2 separate regions of the Mus musculus genome follow, and region 1 is linked to region 2. The links are chromatin contacts, called in public HiChIP or PLAC-seq maps. All regions are on one chromosome and are shown on one strand. The core of a region is the stretch at or near the end of the contact, and the rest is flanking DNA. Distances in the headings are between cores, read along the strand shown. Region 1 overlaps Fkbp9 (FK506 binding protein 9). Region 2 holds the start of Herc6 (hect domain and RLD 6).

What was found. HiChIP or PLAC-seq counts read pairs in DNA pulled down with a chosen protein or histone mark.
Region 1: an H3K27ac HiChIP or PLAC-seq map of embryonic stem cells shows a contact between it and region 2, with 6 times the contacts expected there. The contact joins the enhancer-like site here to the promoter of Herc6 in region 2. A contact is called at or near these places in 5 of 39 promoter capture datasets (cranial neural crest, frontonasal cranial neural crest, liver and 1 more), 1 of 15 datasets of contacts at CTCF or cohesin (large pre-B cells), 1 of 484 Hi-C or Micro-C datasets (cerebral cortex), 2 of 115 datasets of contacts at active chromatin or transcription factors (embryonic stem cells and fetal liver) and 2 of 9 other capture datasets (liver and macrophages).

Annotation. Positions count from the first base shown.
Region 1 is chr6:56,866,667-56,873,086 of GRCm38.p6, reverse strand. It overlaps Fkbp9 (FK506 binding protein 9), which reads right to left. Exons shown (of 10, transcript NM_012056.2): 7 at 4,181-4,367. Among named protein-coding and RNA genes, the nearest start is that of Fkbp9, 38 kb to the right of the region's middle. Within about 2 kb of position 4,131, at least 28 of the 459 cell types and tissues checked have an H3K27ac peak or open chromatin away from gene starts, as enhancers often do. A contact at or near this core is called in embryonic stem cells, where this site is marked.
Region 2 is chr6:57,577,686-57,583,867 of GRCm38.p6, reverse strand. It overlaps Herc6 (hect domain and RLD 6), which reads right to left and starts at 2,876. Exons shown (of 23, transcript NM_025992.2): 1 at 2,636-2,876; 2 at 536-695. The coding sequence starts at 2,831.

The sequences.
Region 1 (6,420 bases), core at 2,882-5,381, 710 kb after region 2:
GGTATTCTACAGTGTCTCCAAGGGGTAGATTCTTTGTATAGTACTGATTTATTTTGAGACACTATGTAGCCCAGGATGGTCTTGAAATAATTTTATAACCAGGATGACCTCAAACTCCTGATCCTCCTTCCTCAGACTCTAAAGTGCTAGCACTGCAGCCAAACACCAGGCTCAGGATTTTAGATTAAAGGCCTGAGTTAGAATCCTGGTTCTGGTACTAGAGAGATGGCCCGGACATTAAGAGCACTTGAAAGCATCCTGGTTCTGCTTCTTCATTTGACCTGGGAAATATATCTTTGGTTTCTTTGTCCAGAACGTAGAGATAATAATAGTCAATAATAAATATGTTTGACATATTGGAAAGCAAAGAAAGAGTGGAGGATGCTGATCCTGATGAGAATTTCATTAACCACAAAGTTAACCACAGGATCCTGGAGACATGGGGAAAGAAGCTGGCCCCATAGCCTCAGCCATGACTAAAAAATCTACCACTTTCCAAATGGCAAAATGACAGCTATTATGCACTTCATTGCCAAGGAATATCCTGCCATTCCTCGGTGTCCATCACCAGGTGGTGACAAGGAGCAGATATCTCCTTAGGGTTACAGTCCCCAGGGACCTCCCTGACTCCACAGGCTAGGACCTACACTTCCTTCCCTCCCTCCCAAGGCTCCCTGATGTTCAGGGCTCAGCAAGCCCAAGATGACAATATGCTTATCCTACCTAGGGAGAAAATGACACAGACAAACACCACCATCACAGGATGTCCTCGGGAGAGGCCTGTGGAGGAGCCACCTCTGACCTACTGGCTGTCAAGCCTCTCCAGGTCCCAGCTGGAATAGTACAGATCCCTGAGTCTCACAGAATACTCAAGACCTTGCTTACATGATAAACAAACACCCAGTTGAAATACACAGACATTAATAAGATCCTCTAAGCAAACAATTCCATTGCTACTTTTCTTGGGAGTCTTTTATTTTTGTTTATTTACTTATTTTGTGAGATGTGCAAACACCATCCTCATGCCTTGCATTCTTCCAACCCTGACCCCAGGTTTCCTGCTTCCTGGCTCCTTGCCCCAGGGCCTTTGAAATTTCCACGTCTCCTAAAAGCAGCATTATGCTGGCAAGTTTTACAGCCAACTTGACACTAGCTAGAGTCACCGGAGAAGAGGGAGCCTCAGTTAAGAAGGTTTCTCAGTAAGAGCCAGCCCCAGACAAGCCTGTAAGGCATTTTCTTTCTTTTTTTTTAATTAGGTATTTTCTTCATTTACATTTCCAATGCTATCCCAAAAGTCCCCCCATATCCCCCCTACTTCCCTACCCACCCATTCCCACTTCTTGGCCCTGGCGTTCCCCTGTACTGAGGCATATAAAGTTTGTAAGACCAACGGGCCTCTCTTTCCACTGATGGCTGACTAGGCCATCTTCTGATACATATGCAGCTAGAGACTCGAGCTCTGGGGGGTACTGGTTAGTTCATATTGTTGTTCCACCTATAGGGTTGCAGACCCCTTTAGCTCCTTGGGTATTTTCTCTAGCTCCTCCATTGGGGGCCTTATGATCCATCCTAAGGCATTTTCTTAATTAGGGATTGACAGGAGTGGGCCCAGCCCATTGAGGGACAGATCATCCTGGGCAGGTGGTCCTGGGTTCTTTAAGAAAGCAGACTGAGCAAGTCATGGGAGACCAAGCCAATAAGCAGCACCCCTCCACCATGGCTGCTGGGACCATGAACATCCTTGCACCCATAGATCTCCAGGGAACCCAGGAATGTTAAGCACACAGATTGTCTTTCAAAGGTAAGGACATAACCTGTTTTTCCAGAAAGCTGGGACCTGGAAGTGATTAAACAGCCTGGTGACCTATGTTATCTGTTGGGCCAAGCCATATCAAACTCATACAACCATGACCAGAGGTGGCTAATGACCTTTATAGCCAGAGGTTCCCCCAAGCTCCCACAACCATGACCAGAGGTGGTTAATAGCCCAAATAACCTCTACATTATCTGTATGACTGAGAGCAGGCTACAGCCTACCCTAGGCCCTTAAGCTAGGCCAGGGAGCATACCTCTAAAACCCAACTTCTTGGAAGAAATGACAAGTTCCTGAGTTAAGTTTCAATGTAGTTACACCTCCTTGTGCAGCAGGGATTGTATGACACCAAGAAACTTTTCTCCAAATTATACTGTGTTTAAATTTGTTGTGAATAAACCCTCTGGTATTAGACTCCCTGAAGTCTTGATCCGGGTTGATGAAGTCATTCTGAACCAAGTTTTCATCGTCATCTCTTTGTGGTTTACTTCCCTGCCTGAATACCTGCAGAGTTGTCCTCAAATGGTCTCTGCATCAGATCCTGCCTCCAGGTTCCTGCCCTGTCTGAGTTCCCGTCTGGACTTCCTTCGATGATGAACAGTGATATGGAAGTGTAAGCCAAATAAACCCTTTCCTCCCCAACTTGCTTTGGTTATGGTGTTTCATCACAGCAATAGATAAGAGAAGCAGCTACCCAGTGCCTTGATGACAAGCAACCACACCAGTGAACTGGTTGTGTTGATTGTACCCAGGTAGGGTTTGAGGTGGCACCAAGAAGGTGGGTGCCTACCATCCTTCCCATAATTCCTTTATTTGGAATCTTACACACACACACAAAGACCAGCAAGGATGTGTGGCCACTGCTCTTGTCTGTGGATTTACAGGTAAAACAAATGACTCTCTTTATCATTTAGCATTTTTATCTTGAGGTTTATCTTAAAAAGAAGGTTCCCTGCATCCTGTGGCTCCTGCTCCTAAGAAGACGGTGACTCCACCAAACATATCAGAGGGCAGGACATCTGATCTCTGCCTCTCAGACATGTGTATCCTACACAGATAAGAAGGAATTTCTTTGTCTCCCAGCCCCACTTCCCCATTCTTGGTCTGAGCAGCAGAGCAGAGACAGGAGTGCTGACTGCTGGGCCATTTTCACATGTGTGAGCTCTCTCATCCTTCCCACTGCCTCTGAATACTTTCACACCCAGTGGCTGGGATCGCTCTGCAAGGTCTGTTGTAAACCTCTCTGTGAGTCAGGGCCCCTAAGGTTACAATCCTAAAATGTGCTATCTTTCCCTCCTCATTTTAACATCTCTGTGATTATGACTGACTGACAGGGCAAAACTTCTGTGGTTTTAGAGGTGCATAAATAGTACTTCTAATAATAAGAGGGTTTTGGATTTTGATGAAATAACACTGAATGTGCCACAGCTTGCAGAACCTCATAGTCCAAAGCCAGACTCAGAGCTAGAGGGCAAAGTGACCGGTAAAGGGGAGGCTCCAGGACAATCAGCTCTCCAACTCTGGACTCAGACACCTAAATCAGGCTCAGCATATCAGTGGATGTTCTTAGACAAAAATATAAAGTCTGAAAATGACTCTTTCCCAGAGAAGACTGATTCAATTTCCAGACACACTTGAGATTCAGAGTCACAGGAAGCAAACTTGTTTTTACATTATTTTTTATGATCTTCAGGTTTATTTCTATCAGCTAACATTTATTATATGATCCGTTAGTGCTACAGATACTCTGGGGAAGACTATGAAGAAGAAATAGGAAAAACTATGAATAAGAAATCAGGTATCTCTAAAGTATCCAGATCATAACGGACACAAAAGTAACTTAAGGCTGGGGGGTAAGGGTTAGGAGACTTTAGAAGCAGGAGGAGTTTCCTCCCAGGAATTCATGGATGTGTTTGAAAACAGGAAGGACATATAAGTGGGGACAAAAGCAAAGAGGCCAAGCAACCTGGGCAGGGTGGGACGCAGTGCTGAAACTGTCTAGGACAAAGAAAGCAGAGTCCTGTAGCAGACCTTGACACGGGTTCTTACTATGTGTCCACGTTTGCCTCTGGCTTTCTATCTCCTTCTGCAGCTTCCTAAGCACTGGAATTATGGGTGTTTGTCCCTGCATCTGACTCCAAGGGTCTAGTTATTAAATATAGATCTGACTGAGAAAGAGTGTTCTGCCAGGTAAGAAACAGTCTAGAGCAGGGAAGATCTGTGGCAGGAAACTCCATAATAATGCGCTGAGCAGAGAAAGCTTACACTACACAATACGGAAGGTTGGACCAAACAACTCCCACCCAGCATCACAGTGGGAAGTACTACCAAAGGTTCCCTCCACATCTGGTTCCCAGATACCCTTACGTGGAGTCCAGCAGAGTCCCATCCAGGAGTGAGGCATTGTAGTGGTATTTGAGGTAATCCCCCTTCTTACTCAGCACCGAGCAGTCTGGAGGCTTGTAGTGGGAAGTGATGCTGATGGAATCCGAAGGGTTGTGAAAGTCAATCACGTGGATGTCGAACACCAGCACGGCTGAGCCAGGAATGCTCCCTAAAGGCAGACCCAGGGAATCAATGAACACGCCCACCACAGCACACTCGCCTCCCCAGGACCAGCAGGTGGGTCTGATAAGGAATACAGTGACCCAGGTCCTTCTCAGACTCAGAGGTTCTTGAATGTTGGTACAGTTAAGAATTACTTATCAGCATTGGAAATGTAAACGAGGAAAATACCTAATTTAAAAAAAAAAAAAAAAAAAAAGAATTACTTATCGCTTACAGAGGGTTGAGCAGTAGCGGGCCAGGTGTCTGCATTTTTACCTGAATCCAAACAAGACTGAGACCACTGGTAATGTCTCAGAAGGAGGATCAGGCACTGACGCTTTGCTTTTAATTTGTCGTTCTGAGGCAGTGTCTCTCTGGGTATATACCTTTTGGGACTGATTGGGGGTTGGTTTTGTTTTGTTTTGATTTTTATATTCTGCAAAGATGGCAAATTACATTATTTGATTTTTTTTTTAACTTTCACATCATCAACATTTTTACTTTTTTTTTTTTAAAGACAGGGACTTATTGTGTAGACTACAAACCTCCAGATCATGTCCTGGTATAGAAGATCCCTTGAATCAGCTTTCTACCCAGAGTTGCTCTTCCAGACTGACCCCTCATTAGCTACTGATAAAGTTAATAATGATAAATAAATTGCCTTTAGGGAGAGGCAAGACAATTATAAGTCAGTGATGGGCAGAACCACACACTTCAGGCCTGCTTAGTTACACAAACCTCCTGCCCTATACCTCAGCCTCAGCCTCAGCCTCAGCCTCAGCCTCAGCCTCAGCCTCAGCCTCAGCCTCATGACAGAGCCACTGAACCATGGACCCATCAACTTCTTGATCTGTTTCTCCTCCCAACGTGACTACTCAGGATAAACCTCACTCCTCTGCTTTCTGTCAACTATTATCTCTTTCTGTGTCGATGGAAGAATGGAAGTGGGAGCAGAATGGGGGGAGATAATATGTAGGGAGAGCAAGGGAGAGAGAAGGAAGATTGGCTGGGAGGCAGGGGCAATCTCTAGGATGTGCCAGAGATCTGCAATGGGCAGAAAGAGATGGGCTGAAAGGCCCCAGAGGATGTAAGGGGAACTCGAGCTGAGATTCCTAGCAATAGGGATATGGATTCTAAGGTGGCCACTTCCTGTAGCCAGGAAGGACTCTCAGTGGAAGGTTAAGGACAACAACCCACCCACAAAGCCTTCAACCCAAAATGTGTCCTGCCTACACGATGTGCAGGAACAAAGAGAGGAGACTGAGGGAATGGGTAATCAATGACAACCTTAAATTGAGACCCATCCCATATGGCAAGAACCAGTCCCTGAGAACCTAACATAACTCTCTTCTGAGAGGCTCCACCCCACAGCCAATCAAAAGAGATGCAGAGACTCACATTCAAACAGTAGATAAAGTTTGGGAACTCTTATGGAAGAGCTGGGAGAAAGATTGAGGGACCCAAAGAGGACAGAGACTCCACAGGAAGACCAACAGAGTCAACTAAACTGGACCCTTGGGGCTCCCAGAGACTGAACAACTGTAACCTCCCCCCACAAGCCTGAAGCAGGCTGAGTCAGACCTTGACTTTGCTTATCACTAAGGAGATCACCTAGGGTGGAGCCTGCCAACCTGGATCACTCTATTGTTCAGGCTCTGCTGTTGCTGCTACCTGCTGGGAGTCCACCTAGCTATTCCGGAGCCTACACCTGGTTACCTGCAGCTGGGCTCCAAGGATGATTTGGCAGGAATGGGCTTCCCCTCTCCTTTATAAAGAGTGTCCACCATTAAAAATTGGAGTCTTGATCAGAATACTGTCTTGCCTCCATTTCTCTCTCTACACGCCTAGATTCCCTCTTTTCTTTCAGTTCCAAAATGCCTCCCAGGCTCGAACCCAGACATGAGAGCTGCAGGTTGGCCCCAACAAACAAACAACCAAACAGCAAGCATGGGCAGGAACCAGGCCCCCTGCACATATGTAGCAGATGAGCAGCTTGGACTTCATGCAGGTATCCCAAACAACTGGAGCAGGAGCTGTCCTTGAGCCTGTCACCAACCTGT
Region 2 (6,182 bases), core at 1,627-4,126:
GATGACCTTGAACTTCTGATTCTCCTGTCTCAGCAAAGGTCTATGCATTTTAGAGCATCAGTGGAAGAGGACAGCATGTTCCATTAACCTTTTCCATCACAATGGTAATGGATATTCTCCCATATAGGAGCTTGAGCATTTGGGAAATAATGTGAGAGGCTCTTCTTTAGTCAGATACAAGATAATCAAGTAAGATTTCTTTCTTAGTCCTTGGTATCTTGATAGTTTGTAGTTTAAAATACTTTATTTATTTATTTATTTATTTATTTATTTATTTATTTATTTATTTACTGTAGAAGTTCAAGGGGGCTCCCATACTTGTATTACAATAAGTAATATCAGGACTTAAGAATCGCATATCATTTCATCCTTACTCTCTCCTTCATGGCCCTCTATTTAATGAACTGATTCTACACATGATTTCCTGAACACTTTTCTCAGCACATTTTAACCCTTACACTAGTAATCTCTGTGCCATGGCATTTGAGTACTTAGCACTTAAAAATACTGGAAAGTAGTGAATTGAAATACTTACGTAGGCATAAAGCTTATTTCCTTAAATTCTCCAATCCCCAGCTGCCCTTCAGAACCGGCTCCCCAAGCGAAGACCTTTCCTTTGTGGCAGACAGCCACAGAGTGTTCCTTCCCACAGCTCACCAGGTCAACATGCAGATCATTCAGTGCCTGAATTGGTTCTTTGGGAACAGAAACAAATTTTAAAGAGAGAGAGAGAGAGAGAGAGAGAGAGAGAGAGAGAGAGAGAGAGAGAGAGAGAGAGAGAGAGAGAGGAGGGAAGGAAGGAAGGAAAGAAGAAAGAAAGAAAGAAAGAAAGAAAGAAAGAAAGAAAGAAAGAAAGAAAGAAAGAAAGAAAGAAAGGGAGAGAGAGAAAAAGAAAGAAAGAAAGGGAGAGAGAGAAAAAGAAAGAAAGAAAGAAAGAAAGAAAGAAAGAAAGAAAGAAAGAAAGAAAGAAAAAAAGAAAGGAAAAAGAAAAAGAAAGAGAAAAGAAAATGAAAAACCTTCCATAAGATTATAAATGTCTGGAGTTTAAGACAGGAATTGCCTCTGAAAAGGGAGGAGGGGAGTTACCCAGATTCTTTGTGTCCCTCAGTGTTGGTTAAATCAATTCTAAAGTTCTTACTAAACATCATGAAGAAGTAAACCCAATATGTTTATACATGTGTGGAAAGACAGCAGTTTTTATGGACTACCTGGACACAACTTGGCAGGCAAAGTCGGAGCACCTTGAGTTCCTATCTGAGCAAACTGAAACCTAGCTCAAAATAAGATTCACAGCCCACGGAAACGAAACTGAAAGGTGCCCATTCGTGTCTGGCAAGGGCTTTATCATTATTTCTTAGATGGTTCCCCACAATTTATTATCCAACCTCTTTTCTTTTGTTAAGTACACAAGTTCCTGGATCTAAGCACCTCTTTTACTTTCTGTGAATTCCTATATACACAAAAATTACTCTCTAGGTAAAAGACTAATAAAATCCCATGCTGTTTTTTGCCTATTCATTTTTTTCAAGTTAAATTTGTAGCTTCCAGAAACTGAATCCAAAGGGACAGAGGAATAGTTTTCGTGTTCTACACAGTTCTTCAAATTATTCTACACACATAATCAAATATAGTCAATGGGAATGTAAAATAGTCCAGTGGTAGAGTGCTTGCTTAGCATATAAAGTGGCAAAAATAGATAATTAAAACCAGAAAAACAAACTAGAACTTTAGTTAGTTTGAAGTTACTTAGAAGTGAATCAATATCATATATAAAATCCCCTAGTGGATTAATGTTTTGGTAAAACCACAACTTCTTGTTTAGATACAATTACAATAACTCATAATGACAAAATTCCTATAAAAATTAAATACATAAGCAGAAGATAAAACGAGGAGCTGCAATGGTCTTAGAGTTGCTTTTGGTGTAATTATAGGTGACTTTTTAAATTTTAAATATTTTATTATTTTTACGTGTGTGTGTGTGTGTGTGTGTGTGTGTGTGTGTGTGTGCGCGCGCGCGCTTGCGCTTGCGCATCACTGTGTGCATATATGTGTGTGCTGGTACCCATAGAGGCATAGGATCCTCTGGAACTGTAATTATAGGTAGTTGTAAACTGCCGCATAAGTGTCAGGAGCTGAACTCTTAACCACCGAGCCATCTCTCAAGACCCTACAGGTGGCTTCTTTAGTACTTTCCTACATCAGCTTTAATGCCGAAAAATGCTATTATACTTTTTTAAAAAAACAAAAAACAAAAACAAAACCTTAGGAGAGAAGATGCCCCAAGTTATTGCTAAGCTTTTCGGTTTGGAAATCAGATTCCCCCCACCCCACCCCCTCCAGAAAGTTCTCTCAGGCTTAGCTTGGTAAGGAGGAGGGACTTTCTTTCTATCCAGAGGAAAGCTTGCTTTTTTGCTTTCAGTTTCTCAATGAAGAGGAATTGGAAACCGAAACAAATACAAACTCCAGAGCTCTAGGAGTTGACCAGTTGATGCAAGCTGCTTAAAACAGGGTTCCAGCTTCTGATATCCCTGGTCCAGCCACCCGGTATCCCTGGTCCCCTGGTCCCCTGGTCCCCTGGACCCGAGGCCCCCACATACTGTCCTGAGCACCTGCTCAGGAGCTTGGAAGTCACCTGGCCTTTCGGTACTCTGGTCTCTCCTCTGGCCCAGCTGTCCCCAGCTGTTGTCCCCGCAGGAATACACCCTGTGGTTGCTGAACAGTAGGAGCGAGTGGTGTTCCCCGCTGGCTGCCTGCAAGAGTTCAATGCCGCTGGTTCCCGCCTTCAGGCGCCGAGGCTTCCGGCTTCCTGCAGCCCAGCTGAAATACATCCCTGCGGTGCACAGCCACCCGCGGCTCTGGTATGTCAGATGGGCTCCCAAAAGCAAGTGACCTAGCTTCCCTAACTCCTCCCAAGGGCACTGCCCAGTCCCTTACGTCATAGTTCTTTCCAGTAAGTGCCTGCTTGTCCCACACCACTAACATCTTTCTCACAGGCATTTCTAGGGTCATTTTGAAACCTGGCTGCTTGAATTTTCAGTACTGAGTATCTGAGAAGACAGGGAAGAAGAAAGTATCTCCATCATGAGTAAGCCACTTGTGAGTCCTGATGCTCTGGACAAATTTCTAGGTCTGTGAAATATTTATTAAGTGACAATATCCACAAGTTGTAGCAATTTCAGTGGCAACCAGTTCCCAGGGAATCTGCTTTCCTTGGCAATTCTAGCTGGGGTTCTTTTATTCCAGTCTTGATTATTAATTTTCAGATCACACATTAAGCACCACATGGTAAACCTATATGTATAATAAATAGATTATGGAGTATGTTCAGGGGGTTACAGAACTTTTTTGAGAATTTCAAAGAGGCCTAGAAAGCCAAAGCTGGGAAGCCTGTAAGGATGTAATTAATAATGAACCCTAACTGAGCTGCAATGGAGAAGCTGCTGTCCAACTGAATCCAACTGCAGAGTAAGGGCAGGGGCCAGATATGTAAAGAAATGAAAACCTTCACATCAAAGCTACACAAGCCAACAGAAAAAAAGTGAACACTCTTTTGCAGGTTTGCTGAGCTCTGAAGGAATTTAAGGGAGACATCTTTAGAGCTGTGTGTTCCAAGGTGACTCTGGCTCTCTCTGGCTCTCTCTCTCTCTCTCTCTCTCTCTCTCTCTCTCTCTCTCTCTCTCTCTCTCTCTCTCTCTCTCTCTCCCTCCCTCCCTCCCTCCCTCCCTCCCTCCCTTTCTCCCTCCCTCCCTCCCCACCTTTGAAAACAAACACAGCACTGAAAGGGTTGTGGGTCACTGTGTTTATTCCCATCTGCTGCAGGTTGAAGCCTCTCTAATGATGGCTGAATAAGGCACTGCCATATGAGCCTAGCAGACTATTATTGAGTCATTTTATTGTTACCCTTTTGTTTTTCTTAGACCAGTAGTATTTGGTTTTGTCCTAGGTTCTGGTTCTTGGTCACCTGAGCAGTGTCAGGTATGGGTTCCTTCCATCTCATGGTGTAGGCCTTAAGTCAAATCTGAAATCAGTTGGTTACTCCACGTGGTTTGTGCCACCATTGCCCTAGCATATTTTCCAAGCAGGACAAATTGTAGATCAAGGGTTTTATGGTTGGATTGGTTTACTTTTCTCTTTTAGCAACCTGCAGAGTCCCTTTGCCTGTCATAGACATTAGAACATGGGACTCCACATTCAGTGCATTGTGTGAGTATTGACTTCAGCAATGAAAACTTGCTGTTGGTTTGTTGAGAGACACCTATTTTCTTGGCAACAGCCTGAAGTATTTGAGGATTTCATAGCGACCCTTTCAACCAATAACTCAACTGGATAAAACTTAATCCCAGACTGAAATTTTCCACTGGGACAGACATGGCCAGTTGGGGTTCCATCTCCCTCATTATTTAGAGACTTCAATAGGACCACCTTCATTATTTTAGGAAGTTTCCACTACATCAGGTTTCCATATTCTTCAAATGAGTTTCAATACTAGCTGTTCCTCCTCTCATTGCCTCTCTAAATTCCATTTCCTCTCTTCTTTCCCACCAGAACCTCCCATTCTCATGCCTTCCTCTCCTCTACCAGTAAAATCCATTTCTATTTCTCCATCCCAGAAAAAAATCCATGTGTCTTCCTAGTCCCTTCCTCTATGCCTAACCTCTCTGGGTTAAAAAGATACACGAATATACAGAATACCAAGTAGACAACAAAATCAGAAAAGAAATTCCTCATAGTATTCTTTAACATGCAGCCATTCAGTTTGATCAGCACCATTTTTTGAAGATTCTATTTTCTAGTTTGTATTTCTAGCTTCTTTCTCAAAAATCACATGTCTATAAGTATGTGGACTTATTTCTGGGTGTTCAGTTCTATTCTATTAATCAACATGCCTGCTTTTATGCCAATGGTATACTACTTGTCTTGCTATAGCTTTGTAGTATAACTTGAGAGCCCCAAAAGTTCTTCAATTGTGCAGGATTGTTTTCGCTAGCATCGATTGTGTGTGTGTCTGTGTTTCAATATGAAGTAGAAAATTGTCCTTTCAAGCTCTTTGAAGAATTGTGCTGGAATTTTAATAGAGATTGCATCGAATCTGTAGATTGCCTTTGGTAGGATGGCCATTTTTACTATGTCAATTCTACTGATCCATGAGCATGAAGACATCCATTGTCTGATGTCTTCTTCAATTTCCTTCTTCAAAGACTTGAAGTTCTCTCATACAAGTCTTCCACTTGTTTGGTTAGTCTTACCCCAAAATACTTTATATTATTTGAGGCTATTGTGATGGATACTATTTCCTGAATTTCTTTCTCTGTTTGTCATTTGTATATAGGGGGGTTACTGATGTTTTTATGAGTTAATTTTGTATCCAGCTACTTTGTTGAAATTATCAGTTGTAGAAATTCTATGGTAGAATTTTTAGGGTCACTTATATATCATCTGCAAATAGAAATATTTTGACTTCTTTCCAACTTGTATACCTTTGATCTCTTTAGTTGTCTTATTGTTCTAGCTAAGACTTCAAATGCTATATTGAATACATATGAAGAAAGTATGCAACCTTGACTTGTTCCTGATTTTAGTGGAATTGTGTTGAGTTTTTCTTCATTTAGTGTGACATTCACTATAGGCTAGCTTTAAACTGCTTTTATTATATTGAGGTATGTTCCTTGTAGCCCTAATCTCTCCAGCACTTTTATGATGAAAGGGTGTTCGATTTTGTCAAAGGCCTTTTGTTCATCTAGTGAGATGATCTTGTAACTTTTCTCTTTGTTTATATGGTGGATTAATTATATTTATTGATTTTTCATACACTGAACAACCACTACATCTCTGGGATGAAGTCTACTTGATCCTGTGGATTCTTTTTACATGTTCATGCATTCAGTTTGAAGGTATTTTATTAAGTACTTTTTGTATGTATATACTTAAGGGTGTCAGGGTAACTGGGGACTCATAAAATGAATTAGACAATGTTTCTTCTGTTTCTAGTTTATGGAATAAATTGAAGCGTATTGGTGTTAACTCTTCTTTGAAAGATTGGTAGACTTCTATATTAAGACCATATGACCCTGCGTGGTTTTTGTTGTTGTTTTGGTTTTTTTTTTTTCTTTTTGTGGTTGGAAGACTATTAATGAGTGTTCTATTTCACTAGGAACTATAAGTCTATTTTAATTGTTTTT